2 separate regions of the Mus musculus genome follow, and region 1 is linked to region 2. Evidence: chromatin contacts called from public promoter capture Hi-C data. All regions are on one chromosome and are shown on one strand. The core of a region is the stretch at or near the end of the contact, and the rest is flanking DNA. Distances in the headings are between cores, read along the strand shown. Region 1 holds the start of Urgcp (upregulator of cell proliferation). Region 2 holds the start of Tug1 (taurine upregulated gene 1).

What was found. Capture Hi-C pulls out chosen DNA fragments and counts their contacts.
Region 1: a contact with region 2 is called in a promoter capture Hi-C map of liver, with 6 times the contacts expected there. The contact joins the promoter of Urgcp here to the promoter of Tug1 in region 2. A contact is called at or near these places in 2 of 9 other capture datasets (adipose tissue and liver).

What each region holds. Positions count from the first base shown.
Region 1 is chr11:5,738,994-5,744,996 of GRCm38.p6, forward strand. Urgcp (upregulator of cell proliferation) reads right to left here and starts at 2,183. Exons shown (of 6, transcript NM_178623.3): 1 at 2,104-2,183. The coding sequence starts at 2,117.
Region 2 is chr11:3,645,681-3,651,896 of GRCm38.p6, forward strand. Tug1 (taurine upregulated gene 1) reads right to left here and starts at 3,134. Exons shown (of 4, transcript NR_002321.2): 1 at 3,073-3,134; 2 at 877-1,398. Morc2a (microrchidia 2A) reads left to right here and starts at 3,757. Exons shown (of 27, transcript NM_001159288.2): 1 at 3,757-4,466; 2 at 4,628-4,767. The coding sequence starts at 4,700.

The DNA.
Region 1 (6,003 bases), core at 933-3,432, 2.1 Mb after region 2:
TGGTGCTGAGGACTGAACTAAAGTGCTTCTGGTTAGGCCACCTGTAAAGGGTGGGACCTGCTCAGAAGGGGCCAGATGGACAGATGGACTGTGTCGCGTCCTCTCCTCTACAATGCTTACCAGATTCCCCCAGAGACAGCTGTGGTGAGGCCGACTGGAGATGCCCTTTAGTGGTAGGCAAAGAGTCCACGGTCCCTGCCTTCTCTTCTATTTATTTAGCTCAAGACACAGTGGATTATGGGTCATCTCTCAAACACATCTTTTCTTTCTTTGACACTATGCCTAGCACATCTGTAAGGTACTCAAAACAAGTTAAGAGTTTTTTTTTTCTTTCCTCTCTAGTTCTATCATAGATCACTGACACTGCTACTTAGCAAAAAAAAAAAAAAAAAAAAAAAAAAAAAAAAAAATCAAATGTAGAGACACCCCTCCCCAGAACAGCTCCTTCCATTTCTGCCATGTATTGATCTATATTTGCTCTCTAAAACACCTAATATAGTAGTGTATGCATATCAAAGTAAGCATAGATTTCTCCTTAAATGGAGTATACTAAAAGTTTTGTGACCTCAGTTTTGTTAATAGACACCCCTTAGGAAATTACAGATTACTATTAATATTACAAATTAATTGGATCACTCACAACTAGAATCGCAAATATTAATACCACCTATATATACAGACCATGGTTCAGGCATTACACTATTCTGTTATCAGACAATACCATAATTCTGTGGGTCCAGGCACACAGAATTATTAATCCTAGGAGATCCTCCTCCAACCCCTGTCTACAAAGCAGTGTGTTTAGACACAAAATGTACTAAGCTGTCTTACAAGCCTAATGGCAGCTGCCACAGGCTCAAACACTGCCTTACACTTTCCTATGAGGCTGGGCAAGAATGTAGAGGGACCTTGGCCCTCTGGGTCCAAAGCCTGGCCTGCCCAGGATGGATCACAGTTTATTCTCCTTATGAGCTCAAAGTACTGGATACCCAGCTGGCATTGAAAAAGGCCTGGTCTCAGAAGTGCCTGCTTGCCCTCGAGCCTAGAAAGGCATTAGGCAGGTGGAAATTGCCCATGATCTGACTGGCGCCTGCAGGCCTGGATCAAGTTCAGATTGCTTCATTCACCTTCATTCAGACCACTGTACCGAGCCAAATCACTCCCTAGCATAGTGAAGTCTGCCTTTGTGGGAGAGCTAACTTCTACATGCTTCCCCCAGAAGTCCTCCTGCACCTGTAAGTCTTCTAACTGCAATGATACACAGCGTGGGCTGCTACCAGTACTACTGGGTCTGAGACCCTCTGAATGATGGCGTACAGTCAAAAAGATGTTTACCACCTATAGCGATGACCTTGAGACCCATTTTCCTTTCTGTGACATAAAAGCATTAGTCCAATCATGTCATTTCAGATCTCATAACCAGTAAAATCAAATCAAACGGTAGTAATGAACTGTTGAGAAAATGAGAAAAAAATACAAACTATGTGTCACTATATAATTTCCTAAGAACACTATTTGGGAGAGAGAACGAGCACTAGGAAAGAGGTAATACCAGAACAAGTGTAGCCATCCCACAGAAGCACCCCCACCCCCACCCCAACACAGGCAGTCTTAGATCCCGAATCCGCTTTTTCACTCTGGACAAGGGTCCAGTCCAGCTGAGCCCCACTTGCCCTGACGTGGGACAGCCTGGGGATGTCCCCTAATGACTGTGAACCCAAGCATCAACTTCCAACGCAAGCAAGTCTAAACGCCAGAAACACACGTCAGGCCTGCTAAGCCGCTCTGCGGCCTCAGCCGAGCCCTAGGACCCCGAGTCCCCTCCCGCAGCTTCCTTGCTGCCCCTCTCCAGAACCCGTTTCTCCGGCCCTGACCGGCCGCTGTCCTGGCTGGTCCTGCCCGCGGCCCTGCCGGGAGACCCTGGCCCGGCTACGACCGCCCAAGGTCGGCGGGGGAGGCCGCGGGTCGTGGACAGGCACCTGGCGGGACAGAGTCAGCCGGGGTCCGGCCGAGGCCAAGGGGGCGCCGGGTGGTGGACACGCACAGTTCCGCCCGCCCCTCGCCCAACAGGCGCCCCCCGCACACCCGGAGCGCCTCACTCACCCCGGCGACGCCATGAGCGCAGCGGCCTGGGCGCTCCCGCCTCCTCCGCTGCTTGCGCGGCTGCCGCCGGGCGCCGGGGAGGGGCCTGTAGGCCGCCCCCGCCCGCTCCGTTAGGGCGTCGGGCGCCGTGGGCTGAGCTCAGTGGAGGGCAGGCGGGCGCCTGGGGCGAGGGAGAGGACGCCCTGGGCCCAGAGCACTACCTACGGCAGCCACCGGCCAGGCCGGCCCGCTGCCCGGAGGCTGGAACTCACCTGCGGAGCCAGACCTGCCCTGGGGCCACTGACAGCTGCCAGACTGCTGGACACCACCCTCTAGTCCCCGCATTCTGATGTTAATTTCTGTAAGAAACGCACTTTCCTCTACCTCTGGGGTGTACAGTGTTGCTGTTCTAAAGGAAAACAACATCTCTCCTGCTACTAGTTCGCAGCGGGGTGGAGTAATGTTGGCCTCTGAGCTGGTTTCCCACTTTTTTTTTAAGTGTGTATATTAAGCCTTATCTTGTATTACATAGAAATAAAAAGTTTAGAACTTGTGCAGTGGGGTTTCCCAGAATCACCTACAAGCTATGAATATTTAGGCATGTAAAATTTTGAGGCTTGGTTCCAGCCCCTGCTAAATTAGTTTCAAAGACAAATTATATCTTTTAAGAGAAAATACCTAATTTAAAGAAACAAACTCTGGACTATGCAGTGCAAACCACTGCTGGTGGCATTTTTGTGTTATCACATTAAGTTGTTTTTTCAATTTATTTTTTTCATACAGTGCATTTTCCTTTCTGTGACATAAAAGCATTAGTCCAATCATGTCATTTCAGAACTCATAACCAGTAAAATCAAATCAAACGGTAGTAATGAACTGTTGAGAAAATGAGAAAAAAAATACAAACTATGTGTCACTATAATTTCCCTTCCCAGCTCCTCCCCACCTTCCTACCTTCAAGTTCTTTTTCTTTATTTTCATTGAGACAGGTTCTCTGTTTAACACTGTCCTGCCAAGAGCTTGCTGTGTAGACCAGGATGGCCTTGAATTCATGGAGTTCCACCTGCCTGCTTTTTCTCCAGAGTGCTGAGATTAAAAGTGTGCACCACCATGCGGGGCAGGGCCCAACATTGAGATAGTATTCTCTTCACCACTAAGAATATTAAACACCGGGCTGGAGAGATGGCTCAGTGGTTGAGAGCACTGAATGCTCTTCCAGAGGTCCTGAGTTCAAATCCCAGCAACCACATGGTGGCGCCCAACCATCGGTAATGAGATCTGACGCCCTCTCCTGGAGTGTCTGAAGACAGCTACAGTGTATTTACAGATAATAAAATAAATAAATCTTAAAAAAAAAGAATATTAAACACCAAAGAGATTATAAAGCACCGAAGAGATAATTGAACAATTTGCCCATCGACCAGAACACCTAGGCTGGAAACTGGGCTCTGCCTACTTACTAGCTACAGTTGCCCAGATAAGACAGGAGCTCTCCAGGGCCACCACTCCTCATTCTCTTCTTCTCTGAGGGCTAAATAAATGAATACTCCTTTAGTACAGGTTCTCTTTCAGTACTTGAATCCAGTCAGTGCTTCTGGACATTCTTGCCCTCTTCAGGAAAACAAAAGCTAACAATTACTTGAGATGTTCAGAAGACATCAGAGAGCTACCCAGGAAAGCTGACAAATGGAAAGTTCGATACAAAGTACAAATCCAGAAGAAAGGGTGAGAAAGGTTGAGGACTGGGCAATCATAAATGGCTGGATTCAAGGCAGTAATGATCGCCACTAGAGAAGGCCAGACTAAAGCAAGTTTAAAAAACCAAAACAAGCAGGGCGGTGGTGGCCTCGCCTTTAATCTCAGCACTTGGGAGGCAGAGGCAGAGGCAGAGGCAGAGGCAGAGGCAGAGGCAGAGGCAGAGGCAGAGGCAGAGGCAGAGGCAGAGGCAGAGGCAGAGGCAGAGGCACAGGCAGGTGGATTTCTGAGTTCAAGGCCAGCCTGGTCTACAAAGTGAGTTCCAGGACAGCCAGGGCTACACAGAGAAACCCTGTCTTGAACACCCCCCCCCCCAAAAAAAAACAAAACAAAACAAAACAAAAACCTAAATTGATGTGCAAAAGGAAGCCTCTTCCGCCAGGCTGTGGTAGTGCAGGCCTTCAGTCCCAGCCCTCAGGGAGCAGTGTCCCACACCACACATTGGACCAAAGGAAGCCTGTCCCCAGTTGGTTTTTGACTGGTCAATAAAGTTTCCGGTGGCTGATGACTGGGTAGGAAGACAGAGACAGGACTTTTAGGATTCCCAGGAAGGGAAGGAGGAAGAGGAGATTCCTCCAAGACCGGAGTGTAGGAGACGGACCACTCTGGAAAGGCGCAGGAGGGTGAAACAGCTGACATGTAGGTTCAGGGGAAAGCAGCCATAGGAGGGCTGCCTAGCAGGGTCCTGGGCAGCGAAGATGAAATATAGATTTAGTAAGTATTAACTCAGGGATACGGGAGGGAAGTGTGTGTGTTAGCCACGTGGAATAAGGGAGTGGCTTGGCCATTGAGCTGTTTAAGGTTATTTAAGATATAAGGCTGTGTGTGTGTGTGTGTCTTTCTTTCAGGAATCCAGAACATTGGGGCAATAGCGGCATGCGTACCCGCCAGAAAGTATAGAGCAAATTGACAAACTAACACTTCACCTCCTCGCCTCCCTTTACTAGTCGCTGCTGTCTGTGAAGGTCTCAGAGACACCCCGTCCTACATTGCCAATCTACAGAGTGAGTTCTAGGCTAGGCAGGCCTATACAATGAAACCCTGTCTCAAAAAATAAGGCAAAATAGAAATAAGTAAACCATCTCATATTATCAACTTAATTTATAAATCTTTATTTTTAAATGTTGCTTAATCTGCCTGGTTCTGCCTTCTTCAGTGCTAGGACTGAGGAATGCACAACCTCTCCCAGGAGTTTGTTTTGTTTTAAATTTTTCCTTAAAGATTTTTAAATTCATTTTTAATGAAGTATGTGTATGTGAATATTTACACATGATTGCTGGTGGCTGTGGAAACCAGAGGTATCGTATCCCCCTTATCTGGAGTCATAGGTTGAGAGCTACTGGACACAGTGCTTCAAACACAGCTTGGGTGTTCTGCAGGTGCAGTACTCTCAACTGCTGAGCCATCTCCTCTCTCATGCCCTCTTACTGCATTCTTAAGATTTATTATTTCTTATGCATGTGTGCTTTGCCTGTATATATGTCTGTGTTCCTACATGAGTGCAGTGCCCACAAAGGCTAAGAGAGAGCATTAGGTCCCCTGGAACTAGAGTTACAGATGGTTGGTTATAAACTGTCATGTGGGTGCCAGAAACACAACTCAAGTCTTCTAGAAAAACAGCCAGTGCTCTAGACTGCTGAGCCAGGTCTCAGACCCTTGTCTTAATGATGACTATTGCCTAGACAACAGAGACACATAATGCCATTCATTGAAAACAATGTATCCCATTTTTTTACATCTCATTTAGAGTAAAATGAAAAAATATTCTGATATTTGGTAAAGCCAAGTATTCACTTTAATTGACAAATAGTATTATTTACAAATATATTATTTATCTATTCCCAGTCTCATAAATATTTACAGGGTTTCTCTTGACATTTCATTTCACTTTGAGTCTTTATATGTAAATTGTGTCCATTTACAGTAAGTAATTTTTGAGTAAATATAATGTCTTAAATATGGATACTGATAATATACAACTAAAAGAAATCACTTTAAAAAAACAAAACTTGGGGGCTGGTGAGATGGCTCAGTGGGTAAGAGCACCCGACTGCTCTTCCGAAGGTCAGGAGTTCAAATCCCAGCAACCACATGGTGGCTCACAACCGTCCGTGATGAGATCTGACGCCCTCTTCTGGAGTGTCTGAGGACAGCTACAGTGTACTT
Region 2 (6,216 bases), core at 1,884-4,383:
AGAGGATTTGCAAAAGAGTAAAAGCTGGATGAACAAATGCAAAAAGTTCCCTGGCAAAGTTAACTGTCTCAGGGATGCAACAAATAGAAAATGCCTTAAGAGTGCTACACCGGGGCATTAATGTGTGCTCATATATATATATCATAATGGGGGTTTCTAGTCCTACAACTATTAGGTTGGACATTATAGTTGGTAGGGAGGAAAAGTTTTCACAATTGGCACACACACAAAAAAATGATATCTAGGTAATATATTAATTTTTCCTTTAACTTTCCTGGTGCCATCTTAATGCTCTTGTCCTTTAAACACTGCCCTAACTTTTACATTAACAAGTTCTATTTTGAGCAAGACAGTATATTGCCTTGGTTGGTCCCCATTCTCAACTATAACAATTTGATTCAGTTTCTTTTTAGGTCATACGGTTTCCTAGTTTTTTTTTTTTTTTTTTAAATCTAGGATTAAGAAAACATGAAATCTAATCAACTCATATATCTAGAGTAATGTTAATTATAATGTAGCAATTATACATACACTGAGGATTAAGGGTCCCTGCTTTTCAAAAGGCTTCACTAGAAATGATGGTATTTTTGGGCAAAGATACATAAAACCAAGACTCTTTCAGTGTTTGCTATATGGAAAACAAACAAACAAATAACCAAATGCATGTGATGAACCAGACTCTGCATATAAGAGATTAAAGTTATCCTAAAGATGTTCTTTTTAATATTAAGAGAGTTACAGGGTTAGAGAGCATCTTAGTTTTATGAAATTGCAGAGATCTGCCAGGTGAAGAATCACAGAAGTGCATTTCCAGGGTAGAGAGTATGAATAGCAAAAGTGCAGAAATGAAAAGGCATTTTGGAAAATGGCAAGTACCGTAGTTCACTTTGGATGGAGTGTTGTCAGTTTGCACTGAGGTTCTGGACAGAAACTTGGATCTTCAAGTTCCCAGTGACAGTGCTGGTGGCAGTGCTTGGTGAGTCGTGTCTCTCTTTTCTCACGGCAAGATCAACAGTTCCAAAATTGAATACAAAACGTCCACCTCCAGAGTTCCTGTCATATCTTGACAAGCTCTTCTGGGTCACAGGTCCAGTTCTTGAAAATCTGGGAGCCTGGAGTCCATGGTGGCAGCTACACTGAAAATGGAATCCACTCCAACTACTGCATGTACTTTATGAACCTCCAATCCTGGACATCTGTGTTTTGTCATGGAATTTCAAGCTTTTAAGTTCCAGTTGATTTTATTTTTTCTCCTTCTCCAGAGGAAAGCCTTTTAACACCACAGTCTTAAAGAGTCTTTTGAGGTACATCCAGATTTAATTACAAAAGAGCTAAGACCAACAGAGTTTTTCTTCAAAACAGTCATTTCTCTTGAAAGGAAACCATTTGTCTCTGGCCCTTTGGTAAAGGGAATAAGTCAACTTATTTTTTTAGACATTTGAATAAAATATCAGAATTGGTAACATCTAATCATACAAAATACACTTAAATATGTTTGTGTTCACTTGCTTAGAGAGCTGTACCACTTAATAAGCACCACTCCACAAAACAAAAATGTTTGAAACCCAACTGTTCAAACATTTTAATAGTGTTTGCTGGATAATGGCCTGGAATTTGATAAAAGCAGCTGACAATAAACAAACAAACAAACGGCATTTTGGCCATTCAGTCTCACATTTGCAAGCAATTAGAATACAAGGCTGGTTAGGAAAAAGTTAAGCTTCAAAATGATTCCAAATATCTGATTTTGTGTCCCAGCCAGAGTCCAACAAAGTTTTTTCAAAAACTTTAGCCTTCAATTTAAAAAACAAAACAAAAAACCCCCCCAAAAAAAAAAAAAAAAAAAAAAAAAAAAAAACCCCAAACATTTTCAGGAATCCAACGCCTGGTTCAGTCTGTTCCAAGTAGCCCTCTTGCTAAAAATCCATGTGCACTATTAACTGGTTTTGGCAGCACCATTTAAAAATAATCCTGTTCACTATCAACCACGAAAACCAGGGATATAAAATAGGAGCAAATAATGGGTGTCAATCATGGTTGTAAAAAAATAGTTAACGAGAGAAAAGTAGTCAGGCACCAGTACGAGCAGCAGAAAACAATCGCTGGGCCAGAGATTACACTTCTTGTTACTCGAGGACACATTCACTCCTAATTGTAGCTGCTTTCTAGTGGGTGCCATTGTACCATAGGCATCAGCCACCCTTCAGGCACCCTATGGTGAAAGGAAAGGGCTTTGACTAAAAGCCAAGCAGTGAAGTGATGGTACCTGAAACAGCCATTATGCAGTAAGAAGCAGCTCACATATACCAGGGACTCAAATGGGGGCTTCATATTGGTTGTGAAGGGTCCCAGATGACATGTAGGCCTCAGTTTCCTCCCGGTGGCAAAAACTGTTCTAAACTCTTCTGGGTCATAGCCCCCTTTGAAAACTCGCTACTGAAGGATCTACTCATCCCCCTAGAAAACACTTTCCCACGTGTTTCTGTACAGAAGAAGTTCAGGGAACCTTCCCATCTCCAACTCCAATAAAAGGTTCCCGAATTTAATTTCAGGGAATGAGCAATTGTTATGACTTCTTGCAACTCAAAGGAAAAAAAAACAATAATCATCTTTCTGTAAACCGACACTTTTGAAGAGAGCTTCCAATTCCATACACACACTGATAGGCAGAGGAGGAAACTGAGGCGCAGACAGATTACAGAGTGACTTGCCTAAGGTCACTCGGCCAGCGAGTGGCTAGGCCCGGAAGCAAACCCAGATCTTCCGACTCCGGAGCTCGAATCCCCACCCCGGAGCTGCCGCCAGCGCTCTCGCTCCCCACTAAGGTGGCATAAGTAGGAAAAGGCAAAGGAGGAAGCCCACCACCAACCATCCTCCAGCTCCCTCTTGACCCTCCAACTGGGTCCTAGCAGGCCCCGAGGGGTGGCGCCAGGCCTCCAGGCCAGCCCCGGCCACCCCAGCTTCCCCCGCCGCCTCCCCGGGAGCGGGGCGGAGTTGCCCGCCGCCGCCAACCACCCGGACGACCCCTCGTCGGATCGCAAAAGCATAGGCCGCCGCCCGAGTTCTGCGTACGAGAAGAAAGACGCGGCGCGAGCGCCAACGGCCACCGGGCGCGCGCCGCGGCGGCCGGGCCTGCGCCCCAAGAGCTGGATGCCAGAGCAGGAGAAAGAGCCGCCAACCGATCGCTCGATCGACCGCACGCCCGCTCCTTCGCCCTACCAGACCGGGGAGGGGGGGAGGGCGCGCCAGGGCTTCTTCGAGTTAGGGGCCTGACTCCCCGGCGACAAGACAAGATGGCTCCTCCGCTCTGCTCTGCAGCTACCGTCCCGGCTGCGTCTCTCGGCCCGCCCCCGGTACTGTTCCTTTAAATGGCCGAGAGGGGTCAGGAAAGCAGGAAGAGAGGCGCGCGCCCTCACGTGATGGGGGCGGACCGGCCAAACAAGATCCGGTCACGTGGACCGACGTCGCTCGCCAATCAGAAGGTGGAGTCTCAGGGCGGGGGCGGGAAGACTTCGAGCTCTGTGATTGGCCGAAGGTGCGCTGGAGGCCTCGGCGGCCGGGCCGTCGGGAGTGAGCGAGGTGATTCGCGCTGCGTGCGCTTACGGAGACAAAGCGGTGGCTGAGGTAGCGGTGGCGCGGGCAGCACCGGCCGCAAAGCCGTACTGAACGCTGAATCTCGTGACGCCCAGCCTGTCATCGTCTGTTGAGGCGCGGCGTGTCGTGTCGTGTCGCGGCGCGGGCGGGCGGCGGCGGCGGCGGCGGCAGCGGCAGCGGAGGCAGCACATGGTTCCAAGAGCGCGCTGCGGTGGTTGAGTTCCAATTCCACGGGGAGGGACAAAGGCATCTGCGAGCTGCAGGCAACGCCCGATCGGATCTGGTGGTGCACTCGCCACTTTCCTCTGTTCTCCCAGGCTCTGGGACTAACTCCTGTCTGTCGGTAGCGAGGAGGTGGCCACAGGACCCAGGCCTGGGAAGGCCCGAGGGCCCGAGGCCATCTTCTGAAGGGTGTGGGGGAAGGGCGCACCTGAGGTGATTCGGGAGGGTAGGTTGTGAGGTGTTTCTGTGGGCCACTGTGAGTAATTTCACCCACAACCTGTGGTGATTGTGGCATAATAGCAAGCTGTGTTTGGGCGGGGTTTGGGAAAAGAAATCTGTCAGTCAGCACCAAGGACCTTTCTGTTGGAAAGCGGTGAAGCCAGAAGTAGCCTCCACTCCACTGCACTGTCCAGTAGAGCACTCTTTTGAGGAGCCTGGTGTCTTCGGTGGTGACAAAGTCTTCGGTGGTAATGAAGTAGGTGAACCGTCAGAAGTAGGTCAATTTCCTGAATTTAGGAGAACAGAAAAGGACTTGAACGTGAAGTTGAAGCTGTAAACCTCCAAGTTTGAAGACCATTCAGAACCGTTCACTTTTGATGTGCGTCGGAATTGTGTGAAGAAAGCTTGACCCCCCGGAGCACTTAAGGACAGTAGGTTTCGAATATAGTTCTTTCCAAAGTATTACATCAGAGTCATTGAAATACTTAAATCACTCGCAGTTTTAAATATCTGCCTGTATTTTGAATAGATACTAGGGAAATTTTTTTTTTATGTGTCACTAAGAAGCACAAATTTACCCTTTACTGATCAGAATCCTGGGGAAATCGATTTCACTATATGTACTTTCCTGTTAACCGGCAAAGACTGAAGACTCATTGCTGTCATGGCCTTCACCAATTACAGCAGTCTCAACCGAGCTCAACTAACCTTTGAATATCTCCACACAAATTCGTAAGTATCTTGTTAGGTGCCACTGAGGTAACCAGTAACTCCTCCTTGATGTTAATATGGAAATCCTTTCTCCAGAAAATTTTGCTTTTTTATTCTTTGGCTTGTGTCATTGGAGTAAGATGTATCACTGGATGTCTTGAGCTCTGTATTGAAGAACTGAGATCAGTGAATTATTTGTTGGTAATCTAGAAGAAAATGATTTCACTTACTGGATCAAAAATTTCAAAATACAAACTTTATATCATATTGAGTTGTTTCATCCAAGTGTTTAATAGGAATCCAGCAAAACTGCTCTTTGGATCATCAAAATTTGGACCATCTAGTATCAACTGTTGCACATCTTTAGTAACATCCTAGACAATTGGGTTTATAACAAGTGTTTCTAACAACAGCAACAACCACAAGATGATGATGACAAAAATGACCAACTTGGAAGAAGAAAGCATTTGTTAATTTTCAGCAAACAATTGGTTTTGTCATTTTGGCAAATTGGCTGTAAATCCAATGTAGTTTATATATGCTAAGGAAGAGTGGAAGTTTCTTTAAAGGCCTTGATTTAGGTAGTCTTTTTCCAAAGTATGTGAAATCACAGAAGGATGCTGTGTTCATGGTCTTGAGTAAGTGAAGAGATTAACATCATTACCATTTGGTATGGAATATTTTAGGGTTTGTGTATTTGTTTAGTTAATTAGTTTGGAAACAGGGTCTTTCTACCTAGCCCAGCCAGGCCTGAACCAGACCAGGCTAGTCTGGAACTCAGAGATCTGCCTGCCTCTGCCTCCTAAGTGCTAGAATTATAGGTGTGTGCCACCAAGCCCTTCATTAGGTTATCTTGCCAAAATCTAATCTTTCCATTCACCTCCTAAATGCTGGGATTATAGGTGTATGCTACCAAGCCCTTCATTAAGTTATCTTGTCGGAGTCTAATCTTTCAGTTCACCTGTTACTTTTGGGTTCAAGGTAAGTATTAGAGTATTTGGATAAGGAGGTAAAGAAAACCTAGATGAATAAATGGTCCAGTTAGAAAAAACATCTGCAGAGTAGAGACCATAGACTTCAGGTATCTCATAATAGTACAGTAATTTTCTAGTCTTTTGTGATTCCATGATACTTAAAAAAAACTTTTGAATAGTAAATTTTTCTGAGCAGTGATTTGTTCAATGCCAAGAGGTTTAATTTTGCATTATTTAGGAAGGTTTTTGGTTTGTTTGTTTCTTCCTTCCTTTCTTTTAATTGAGGTAGATCACAGAGAGAGATGGTACCACAGAGATTACCTTGGATACAGATTATGAATCTGGAACCTAGGTCACTGATCAAAGATGCTAGCACAGCCTTTGGCCACACTTTCGATATTCTTTATATTTGAGCTACATATTAAGAATAAGCAGATGAAGAGACTTAAATGTTCATGGCTGCGTGTGTTCTATAAAGGGGTCAGATTTGAATTTT